Regions from separate parts of the Rattus norvegicus genome. Here region 2 is linked to region 1. Evidence: chromatin contacts called from public Hi-C data. All regions are on one chromosome and are shown on one strand. The core of a region is the stretch at or near the end of the contact, and the rest is flanking DNA. Distances in the headings are between cores, read along the strand shown.

Region 1 (5,611 bases), core at 2,294-4,793:
CTAGTGGCAGCTTGGAATGACATCTAAGGTTGCAAGGAAACAGTGACTTCCTCCTCTGGATACCCTTAAGGAACAGATACCTGTGTCTGAGTATAGTTAGAACATTCTCTCTGGGCTGCAAGGATCTGCTGGCTAGCTTAGTGCTCTCCGAGAGCTGGGAGTGCCTACCAGAGCCCATGTTTTTAATGCAAACACACACACACACACACACACACACACACACACACTCATGCCTGAGAACAAGGCTATCAGGCTGTCACACTGGGACAGCATACTAAAAGCATGAAATATGCAATGTGTGTGTGTATGTGTGTGTGTCCAGCGACTGTACAGACCTGTACTCTCATCCCATGTGAGGTGCATCTGTAAGCATGGATCCCTCTGCAGACTTGAGCTGACTGCCTCTGGAGAAGCATTCCAAAGGCATCCAGAGCAGACACAGGCTGCAAGATGAGACACACTACGCTAGGTCACTTCCTTTTTAAATGTTATGTGTATAGGAGTTTTGTCTGCACGAATATCCATGTACCACATGTATGCAGTCTCCTCAGAGGTCAGAAGAGGGCATTGGATCCCTCAGGGACTGGAGTTACAGACAGCTGTGAGCTGCCATGTGGGTGCTGGGAACTGAACTCAAGCTCTTTGGAAGGACAGCCAGTGAGTGCGCTCAACCACTGAGTCCCGAGCCAGGCCACTTCTTTACCAATGGCCAAGTGACAGTGTTCTCTGTCTGAGGCTGAAGACCGCGTGCTACCATCACAAGGACAAGAAGTAGCATGGGGGGAAGAGGCTCAGGCATGGAGGAAGCAGCTGGCACTCCCAGTAGGTGGGTAAATTACTTCAACTGCTCAGTGCCACCTATAGGAACAGGAAGTAGCTTATGTTTGCTGTCAGAGTTCCAGGGAGCCATCCCAGGCAGCCTTGGCTGGCTGTGAGAGGGAAATGAGGCACCTTTTCTTTGGGATGGTTGGGGCAATGAAGCTGAGGTAGTGGGAAGTGGTAACACGGAAGGCTGCTCACCCTGAACGGCAGAAGATGGGAGAGGACCGTCAAGCCCCACTTGGAACCGCCCATGGAGGTTTCCCACAGACAACCACACCAGGAACTGAACTCATATCCCTGTCCTTAGAGCCTCTGTATCGTTTCTTCCAGCTGAGTGTACTGTGCAAGCAGCTCTCCATGTCACGTGTGGCTCCCCTGCCTTCGTGCCTAGGGCCCAGCTGAGTTTTTTTTTTTCCCGCCCCCCTACCCCCGGAGCTGGGGACCGAACCCAGGGCCTTGCGTTTCCTAGGTAAGCGCTCTACCACTGAGCTAAATCCCCAGCCCCCAGCTGAGTTTTAAAAGCCCTGTTCCTCAGCTCCTCTGCTCCTGTGCCTGGACACAATTATACTTCCTGTCTCTCCTGGATTGGCAAAACTATGCTCCCCTGTCCTTCCCTGAAACTCCTGACTTCTGACTTTTAGGGGAGAGCAGTAAGCCTGGGGTGGTCACTACTCCTTCATCCAGACAAGAAGTGGTCCCTAGACAGTGTGAGCACCACTCTGGAACTTTCAAGAAAGATCCACTTGGGTCACCGAACCGGAAGCCTGAGACCATAAATATCTCAAGCCTTGCAAGCTACCTCATCTCAGTTCAACTAGAGAAGCAGCTACAGCCGACACCCCTGCCCGGTCTGGGTGTGTTCTTGTCCAACTGGAATCACAAAAGCAAGCAGTTGGCAGGATATGGCTCATAGGCACAGCACACTGTGTCCTAAACCAAGCGGTTCCGTCAGGATGTGGCTATAGGTCCCTTATGGATCCTATTAACCCTGTTCCCATGGCTCAGCCCGATCTGGCTCACATTGCCCTCCAGTGACCTCACCCTGACTCAAGGCCTTCCTTGGCATCCCGAGCCCAGGGCGGCCCAATTCCTACCTGTGGTCCAGACTCTTCCCTACAAACCCTCCTGCCTCTTACTTACCCAGCACCTCCACTTGACTGTCAATCGAGTTTTAAAGCAAACCCATCTGAACAAATGCCGAGTTCCCTGCTCCACCAGCTCCCCGACACACTCAGAATGAAACCTCGTGGCCTTTCTTGATGGCAGGTGTCTCCAGGCCACCTCACACTTTCCATGCTCCCTCCACTTGAGCACGCTGGCCTTTGGACTGTGGCTTTTCTGCTGAGCACACACCACAAGATCTCCTTTCTACAGTTCTTTCCACTGGGGGACGTCTTCCCTTGACCATGAGGTATAACACTCACGCGGTCACCTGACCACTCTCCTCATCATTCATGGCATTTACTACCCTGACAAAGCTTGCATTTTCCTACTCCCGACCTGTTCCCACCAATGCCTCACTACTGTATCCTAGAACCTGGACCTGCATCTAGCACAGAAGGAGTCCCTGAGAAAACACCCTCTGGGTGGATGCATGCAGGAAGCCCGGAGCTGCCTAGCAGGAGGACGCTGGAAACACCGTCTGATCCTGGGGGCAGGGCCACCTCTGCTTACTTATGGGGCAGCGCTCCTCAAAGGCACTACTGGAGTGGAGTGGTGGGCAGTGCATGGCTCGTCCGCCCTCACTGTGTCACTCACTCTGCAGCAGCACACTATGCCTGTTAACGCCCGAGGGCATGCTAGCACCAAGGGATGCCAACACTACCCTTCCTAGCACCAAATTCACAGTCGTGGGTGTGCTGGCTGTGGCTCACAGGGACATTTACTGCGCCTGTGCTTCTAGCTATTTAGATGGAGCCTCTTTCTACAGGAAGGGGAACTGAGGCTCAGTGAAAGGGAACAACTCACAGAGCCACAGGGGCATCTCTTTTAATGGGGATGCGCCTTGCGGCCTCACTTACCACACCAAGGGGAGCGAGCCGCTTTCAACATCAGGGCTTATGTACAGAATCATACTTTTCTAAACAGGGAGCTGGGCGTAGAAATGAACGTGTGTTGGGTAAGCATCCGTTTGCCATCTCGGCTACCGTTTGTATGGGTCGGGTGGGGCGGAGTATACGAATTTCTTTGAAGTTCACCATTTCAGAGTTACTTAAAAATCGGGGAAAGAGAGGAAAGAGTAGGACATCCACCCTGCCCCCAAGCCTTCCCCCCCACCCCCTTGCAGCACCAGTCACTTTGGTGCGGGTATCCTCTGCAGGGAACAGCTTGTTTCATTCACCTCGTCCCTGGTGCTTAGCTTCGGGCTGTTCACACAGCTAGCACAGAAACGTTTGGGGGACCGGAAGATATGATCCCGAAGTACGCAGGGACAGGGAGCTGGGCCGCGTCCCAGCCAGAGCTATCCTGACAATCCCAGGACTTCCTGGAGTCTTGGGCGAGTGCTTGATCCTTTAGGGGGCCTCAGTTTCCTCGTCTGTGAAACGGGGACTCTTGACGGCGCACCACCACTCCCGCAGGAGAGTGTGCGGTGCAGCGGGATAAACCGCCAGCTGCTGGGATGTCTGGAAAGTGCGGGATGGGGGTCTGGCTCACCTGGAGGTGACGAGCACCGCCGGGGACTGCATATCGGCTGCGGTCTGGCGGACGGTCACGGGATCTGGCGTCCTGGGCGTCGCTGCGTCCCTGCCCCGCCCCGCTCCGGCGCAGCGCCACCTCCCCAGCCCTTGCCCGCCCCCTGGTGGCAGCAGCTGTGCACATCTCAGTGTCTGTGGTCTCGGAGGGGGCTTGTGCAGCTCAACCCTCCCTAGGTCCCCCCATAGCCACCTCCTAAGCCTGGCACCTCATGCCATTTAATCCTACTACATGCTTAACCTCTAAGGCTACAGGAATCCAGCCGCTAGTTTTCGGGCTTCTCTCCTATGGCTAGCTACAAAAGCACTCTCTCCTCTCCCTGGGGCCATTTTCACTTATGCAGCCAATCATTCAGGCAAAAGGAGTTTTCCCCTTTGGGACTCTGTCCCTTCGGGCTTGGGGGCTGTGCATTGAACACAACAAACCTCAGGCCTCTCTTTGTGGCTCTTCTCCTAAGGTTTCTTGTCCCCTCCATCATCTGCTCACTCGCGGGTCCTCCCCTTCCCTCCATCCCCTCCCTGCGTCCTGTTCCCCCCCCCGCCCCCACCCCAACTCCCCCGCGCCTCTCATACCTGTACTGTTAGCCTGACTTGCTTTTCGTTGAGGCCTTGGACATTTTCCTCTGCATGTCTCTGACTGAATGGATCCACTGGGAATAGACTCACATCTCTATCCCACAATAATGAGAGTGGCAGTACCTGCTGTTGGCTGTCTCCTGCCAGTGGCCCAGGAGACTGGAACCAGAGCCAAGTGACAGGTACAAACTGCTGTCCCTTGCTCTCTCCAGTGATAAGTAGCTACAGGTGCTGGGCCACACCAGAAATACCAAGGGGACATATTATGTTCCCTCCTTTAGTGTGTGTGTGTGTGTGTGTGTGTGTGTGTGTGTGTACGTGCACACACGTGCGTGCCCACCATGGGCATGTATAGAGGTCAGAAGACAGCGCTGTGGAGTCCATTCTCTCCTTTCATCTTTACACGGGTTATGGGGGTTGAAATGTGGAGGTCAGGTTTGCATGACGTTATTTTAACTGTGGAGTCAGGCTCCATGGCCATGCTCTCTCAGGAGGCAGCATCTCAGCCCACTCAAACCCTATGTGCTTCAGTGAAGTAATTCCACAGTTAATTTTAAAAGTTGGAAAAATGACTTCAAACTTTGCCTCTTGAAACATATATATTCATGCACTTTGTTGTCAGTGTTTGGGATTTTTTTTAGAGGCAAGCTAACAATAACGTTTTAAATTATTATTATTATTACCATCACCATCATCATCACCACCACCACCACCATCACCATCATCATCACCACCACCACCACCACCATCATCATCAGTGCGTGTGCGTGTGTGTGTGTGTGTGTGTGTGTGTGTGTGTGTGTGTGTGTGTGTGTGTGCAGTTAACCCTGCACTTGTTAGATCAAGGACAACTTTCAGGAGTTGGTTTTCTCCTCCCACCATGGTTCTGGGGTGAAGATAGAAGGCTTGTGTAGAACATGTTTTTACTCACTGAGCCACCTCATAGGCATTAACACAGAGATTTAATGTACCCTCCCTCCTGTCCCATCCTAACCCCTCTCTCCTTCTTCCACCCTTCTCCTCCTCCTCCTCCTCCCTCTCCTCCTCCCTCTCCTCCTCCCTCTACTCCTCCTCCTCCTCCTCCTCCTCCTCCTCCTCCTCCTCCTCCTCCTCCTCTTTTTCCTCCATTGCAGAACGAAGTGGAGTCAGAAAGGGCTTTGTGAAGGAGCCCTTGTTTCTAGAGAAACAAGATTTGGTAAACTAGGAATATCGTGTTGCAGTTCCAGAGACAAGGAAGGCATCAGTAGGGTCTAAGGAGAGGAGGGAAGCAGGAGTCAGGGCATGAAGTCCTCAGTGGGTTTGAACTTAGGACTTTGCGCTGACGTTGGCCAGCAGAGAACTGTGCACAAAGGAACATCCTGGAGACCCAAGATGCACCCAGTGGTGTGGAGATGCATAGACTGTCGAGGAGTCCAGAATGGGGGAAACAGGGAAGGCTGCTGAAGTGCAGGCGTGAGAATGCCAGGAGATGGGGATTTGCGTGAACATGAGCAGACGAGTCAGACGCTGCTGTGTGGCTG
Region 2 (5,611 bases), core at 2,306-4,805, 220 kb before region 1:
CAACACCCCAGTCCCTGGTACCAACTTCTGTCTTAGTTAGGGCTTTACTGCTGTGAACAGACACCAGGACCAAGGCAAGTCTTATAAAGAACAACATGTAATTGGGGCTGGCTTACAGGTTCAGAGGTTCAGTCCAGTATCATCAAGGTGGGAACATGGCAGCATCCAGGCAGGCATGGCACAAGCAGAACTGAGAGTTCTGCATCTTCACCTGAAGGTTTCTAGCAGGAGACTGACTTCCAAAAAGCTAGAGTATAGGGTGTAGCCCACGCCCACAGTGACAAACCTATTCCAACAAGGCCACACCTCCAAATAGTGCCACTCCCTGGGCCAACCGTATTCAAACCATAACACCAAGGATGCCCTTAAACTCCCAACTTCACAAGTGCTGGGATTACAGGTATGTACCATCCTGCCTGGCTTTATATGGTACTGGGGGAAAAACTCCAAGATTTACACTTGCTAGACAATGACTGTCAACTGGGTGGTATCCTCAGCCCATGTGTCTGACTTCTTTTTTTTTTTTTTAAGATTTATTTATTTTATGTATGTGAGTACACTGTAGCTGTCTTCAGACACACCAGAAGAGGGCATCAGATCTCACTTCAGATGGTTGTGAGCTACCATGTGGTTGCTGGGAATTGAACTCAGGACCTCAGGAAGAGCAGTCAGTGCTCTTAACCGCTGAGCCATCTCTCCAGCCCATCTGGCCTCTTTCGTTTAGGATAATGTCTTCAAAGTTTGTTCATGGAGTTGCCTGTATCCTTAAGTCTTTCTTTATATGCATTAGTTACATCCCGCTTTACAGATATACTATAGTTCATTCATCCATTTATTACTTTATATAAATATGAGCTGCTTCCACAGAATAGTGCTGTTATGCCAGGCCTAATAGTACAGACCTGCCATCAGATAGTCAAGGCAGGGGGAGTGTGAATCTGAGGCTAGCCTGGGCTACATATAATGAGAGCTTATCTCAAACAAAACTAATTGTGTGACGTTTGGAATTCTGGGGACTTGTCAGAGGGTATACAAGTGCTAGGGCCTGAGATGAAGAGTGGGCTGTGGGTTGGTTGAAGTTTGTTAAGTAGCCATGTGCAAAAGAAGAAACAACAATAAGAAGAGATTAGATATCCTGACAGCAAAGATCAAACTTGCCCCCGTAAGCCAGCCACAAATTAAATGTTGTTCTTACAAGATTTGCCTTGGTCATGGTACAACTCGACGCCCCTACTCATCAGGAAGCAGTCTGACAATAAGGTCACCCCTTTCTGACCCCTGACTTTGTACTGTCATTGCTCACAGCTTGGGGCTTACAATGGCTAAAGTCTTGATGATGTCAACTTGAATACATTTGGAATTAACCAAAACCCAGGTGACTGGACCCACCCTAAATCTGGATTCTTTGAGGTGGGAGGAACCACCTTAAATCTGGCCACACCTTCTGCTGGCCGCCTATATAAAGGACATAGAAGGATGCTCTTGTTCTTCGTCTGCTTGCTTTTGCTCTCCATGGGAAATCCATCACTTCACTGGCATTAGAGCTTAGGTCTTCAAGATGTTGGTACATACCAAAGACCAACTGAGACATCCAGTCTCATGAACCGAACAACTACTGACTGTTAGACTTTCCACTGGTAGATAGCCATTATTGGATTAACTACTCTAAAAAAAGTACTATATCTAGGAGGTTATCCTTGCAACAGACATGAAAGGTAGGAGGAACACTAAAGAGCCATGATAGTAAAGGTCCTTGAGATGGTTTGTATATGCTTGACCCAGGGAGTGGCACTATTAGGAGGTGTGGCCTTGTTGGAGTAGGTGTGGCCTTGTGGGCGTGGGCTTTAATACCCTTGTCCAAGCTGCCTGGAAATCAGTCTTCTAGCAGCCTTCAGATGAAGATATAAAACTCTCGGCTCCTCCTGCACCATGCCTGCCTGGATGCTGCCATGCTCCCACCTTGATGATAATGGACTGAACCTCTGAACCTATAAGCCAGCCCCAGTTAAATGTTGTCCTTATAAAATTTACCTTGGTTATGGTGTCTGTTCACAGCAGTAAAACCCTAACTAAGATAATCCTGGTATTGACACATTCCGGAGATCCAAGTTGTCCGTGGGACTAGCTTGAGCTAAAAGAGCCTGATAGAAAACTATAAGTACCTTTATGTCTACTTTAAGAGTCAACATCTTTACCTAAAATCCCAGTAAGTTCTTATTACCTTTCTGTAACAATATTAGCAAAGGTCCTCTTACTGTATTTTGCAAAATGGTGTGCAAAAGAGTGATCAACTAAAAAGCCACACGCAATATCCTGAGATAAGTATTTTTTATAGATCAAAGACATTTAGACATGATAAATATAATTTAATATTAATTACATATACATATATATAAACATATACAATACACATAATTTAATATTAATTACATATACTATATATACAAACACAAAAATACACACACATATATATGTATATATACACACACACATATATATATGTATATATATATATATATATATATACACACACATATCCTTTGAATCTTTTATGTTCCTGATATTAATACCAATCCCTCTTTCCACCAGTGGAACTGATGAAAGTTGTCCAGAGAGTAAGGGATGTGGCCAGATTGCTGAAATGCTTCATACCTATCCAAACTAGTTCAGAGTATTTGTTAATTCTTCAAGTATCTCTACAAGATAGACATCATTGATTGATGGGTGAGTAAGATGAAGTTCAATCTCACATACAACTTTGAGGTTGAAGATCTGGGGTTTGAAATTAGTGATCTCATCCTAAAAATAAGTGTTCTGTCGACTTATGCTACGGTTAGCTTACATGGAGACAGGGTACTTACCACTTGGGGGGAGTCTGAAACGTCTTTAGGAAGTCTACCAGGAAGCAAGGATTCCAACACTGTCTTAGGGTCAATTGTATAAACCCTCGCCCAAAGAAGAACCAGGAGGATTGGTGATGAAGATACAGGACGGAGCTTGCTCCTTGGCAAGAAGGAAGGAAGTGGCTAAGAGCACAGGCTAGATCTATCTGTGATGTGAAGGGAGAAGGGAGATGCAGAAGTGGGGAGAAGATATTCGAAGAAAGAGGGATGCTTGGCTGTCCTCATGCAGATAGAGAGCTTTCATCCAGTTGTCATTCCACAATGTTTCTGTGGAACCGGGGGACAGAAATTCCTTCTTTCCCTCTTTTCCTGTCTTGCCCTTTCCCCCTTCCTTTCTCCCCTCCGTCTGATCTGCAGTGCTGGGGATGGAACCGTGCTCAAGCAGCCCACATGAGCCACGCCCCACACGTCAGTAGAGATTCCGACCCCTTCTCTCCCGGACCTTTCCTGAGTTCTACTGTCCCGTGGCTCCGATAGACTGTCTGTACTGAGGCTTGAGATGGACTGCTGCTCGCTTGTTCAGCTCCATATAGACCACACCCTGGGTCTTTGCCCTTTGTCTTGGACTCCCTCCAGCCCTTTAATGATTAACGCCTTCAGAAAACCCACGGACAGTAGGTACCACAGCCTGTACCTGTCACCAGCCAGAGGCAGTATCTGCTGAAGTCTCGGGATGGAGAGAAAGGAGGAGAAAGATGGCAGCGACAAGCCCGAGGGGCAAGAACAGGGCAGTGGGGCAGCGGGGCTGACGATGAAGAGGGAGATTGGTCTGTGGAGCGCAGTGTCCATGACGGCTGGCTGTATGATTGGTTCTGGCATCTTCATGTCACCACAGGGGGTCTTGGTTTACATAGGCAGTCCTGGAGCCAGTCTCATCATCTGGGCAACCTGTGGCCTCCTGGCCCTGTTGGGTGCCCTGTGCTATGCTGAACTGGGCAGCCTGGTTCCTGAGTCTGGGGGAGAGTATGCCTACATTTTGCGAGCCTTCGGCTCTCTGCCTGCCTTCCTGGTCATCTACATAATTGTTCTGGTAGGCAGACCAGCTGCCATCACTGCTGTCTCTCTGAGTTTCGCTGAGTATGCCCTGGCTCCCTTTTATCCGGGCTGCTCCTCAGTCCCTCAGGTCATAGTCAAGATTGTGGCTTGTTCTTGCATCCTTGTGCTGCTTCTGATCAACTTCTGGAGCTCACGGATGTCCACTGTGCTGATGAACGTGTGCACGGCTGCCAAACTGTTCTCGCTACTAGTCATTGTAGTGGGTGGGGCTGTGGGGCTGGCGCAGGGCCGGATTCCCACAGAATCCCTGCTGTTTGCCTTCCACAACACAACGCAACAGGCAGGGCGCATTGGCATGGCTTTCTACCAGGGGCTGTGGTCCTTTGACGGCTGGAGTAATATCAACACGGTGATAGAGGAGATCAAGAACCCAAAGGTGAGTTGAGTGTGCTTTTCTGTGGGTGAACCTCTGAGCATCTGAGCTCCAGGAGTTGGCATTCCAGCTACTCGAACGATTGGGATCGTGAGCTATCTGACTAGAATCAAGGCTCTCTTGCTGTGCTCATAGGACTTGCCTGGTAGCCCATCTGCCTTGAGTTTATGGAATTTTAACTACTGCTTCTTAATAAAGCAGAGTACTTCATAGCGTCATACTCCACGGTCTCTCATCTAGCCCCTTAGGTTAACTATCAACACCCCACTTTTTTTTTTTTTTTTGGGCAGGGGAATATTGAAGTCTGCAAGAGGGGAATTATTTTGAATTCTAACTGCCACCATTCTCATTGATTCTGTTGGCCACCTCTTGGATTGTCCCCTCCAGGACATTGCAGTAGATACTTCATAGTTTTTGAAGCCCGTGAACCACTTTGCCATGGGGAACAAACCAGTCACTCCTCCTCACCCTACCTGTGAGCCTGGCTTGGATAACCAGTGTGCTAGCCGGTCTTCGGGGCTACCTGGGACTCAGATGTGGCATTTGAATCTTCAGTGTTTAATGTGCTGACTCTTTGGCACACATATATTTTCTTCTTCCCTTGCAGGAATGCCAAATTCTTACAGAATGGGAACTGCAGATCTTCTGCTGTCCCCGCTGGGCTGGCTTAGGGGTACTCTGGCTTCCAGAGGCTTGGCAAAGGCTCACTGGAGTGGTCACTTGAGAAGAGAATGATAGCTTGGAGAGAGAAGAAGCACAAGAGCAGGGGGTGGGGGTTGAGACAGAGAAAGAGACACAGGAAAGACAGAGACAGAGGAGAGAGAAACAGAAAAATGAGAGATAGAAGTAAACAAGAGATAGAAACAGGGGAGAGACAGAGGCAGAGGGGAGACACAGATGGGGAAAAAGAAACAGAGACAGAGGAAATAAACACAGAGAGAGAGAGAAAGAGAGAGAGAGGAGAGAGAGAGAGAGAGAGAGAGAGAGAGAGAGAGAGAGAGAGAGAGAGAGAGAATATGAATGCATGGTGCTAGGAGTCCTAGGGGATCCATCCTTAGTTTTTTTATTATTATTCTTTCTTTGAGACAGGAGTCTCATTGTAGGGCTGGTGGGCCTTGAATGTGTTCTGTGGCTAAGAATGCCCTTGAACTCCTGATTCTCCTGTCTTTACCTTCTGAATGGTGAGATTACAGGAATATCACCATGCCTGGCAATTTTAATTTCTCGCACATAATCTTCTTCTTCTAATCCTTTGTGTGTGAAAAGGGACTATTTTAAT

The links. A called contact is a pair of places that touch in the nucleus more often than the background predicts.
Region 2: a Hi-C map of liver shows a contact between it and region 1, with 4 times the contacts expected there. The contact joins the promoter of Slc7a15 here to the promoter of Hs1bp3 in region 1. A contact is called at or near these places in 12 of 12 Hi-C or Micro-C datasets (the A7r5 cell line, the Rat2 cell line, Schwann cells and 7 more).

Annotation. Positions count from the first base shown.
Region 1 is chr6:36,909,796-36,915,406 of GRCr8, reverse strand. It overlaps Hs1bp3 (HCLS1 binding protein 3), which reads right to left and starts at 3,543. Exons shown (of 7, transcript NM_001398778.1): 1 at 3,478-3,543. The coding sequence starts at 3,509.
Region 2 is chr6:37,132,445-37,138,055 of GRCr8, reverse strand. It overlaps Slc7a15 (solute carrier family 7 (cationic amino acid transporter, y+ system), member 15), which reads left to right and starts at 3,555. Exons shown (of 6, transcript NM_001106714.1): 1 at 3,555-4,335. The coding sequence starts at 3,577.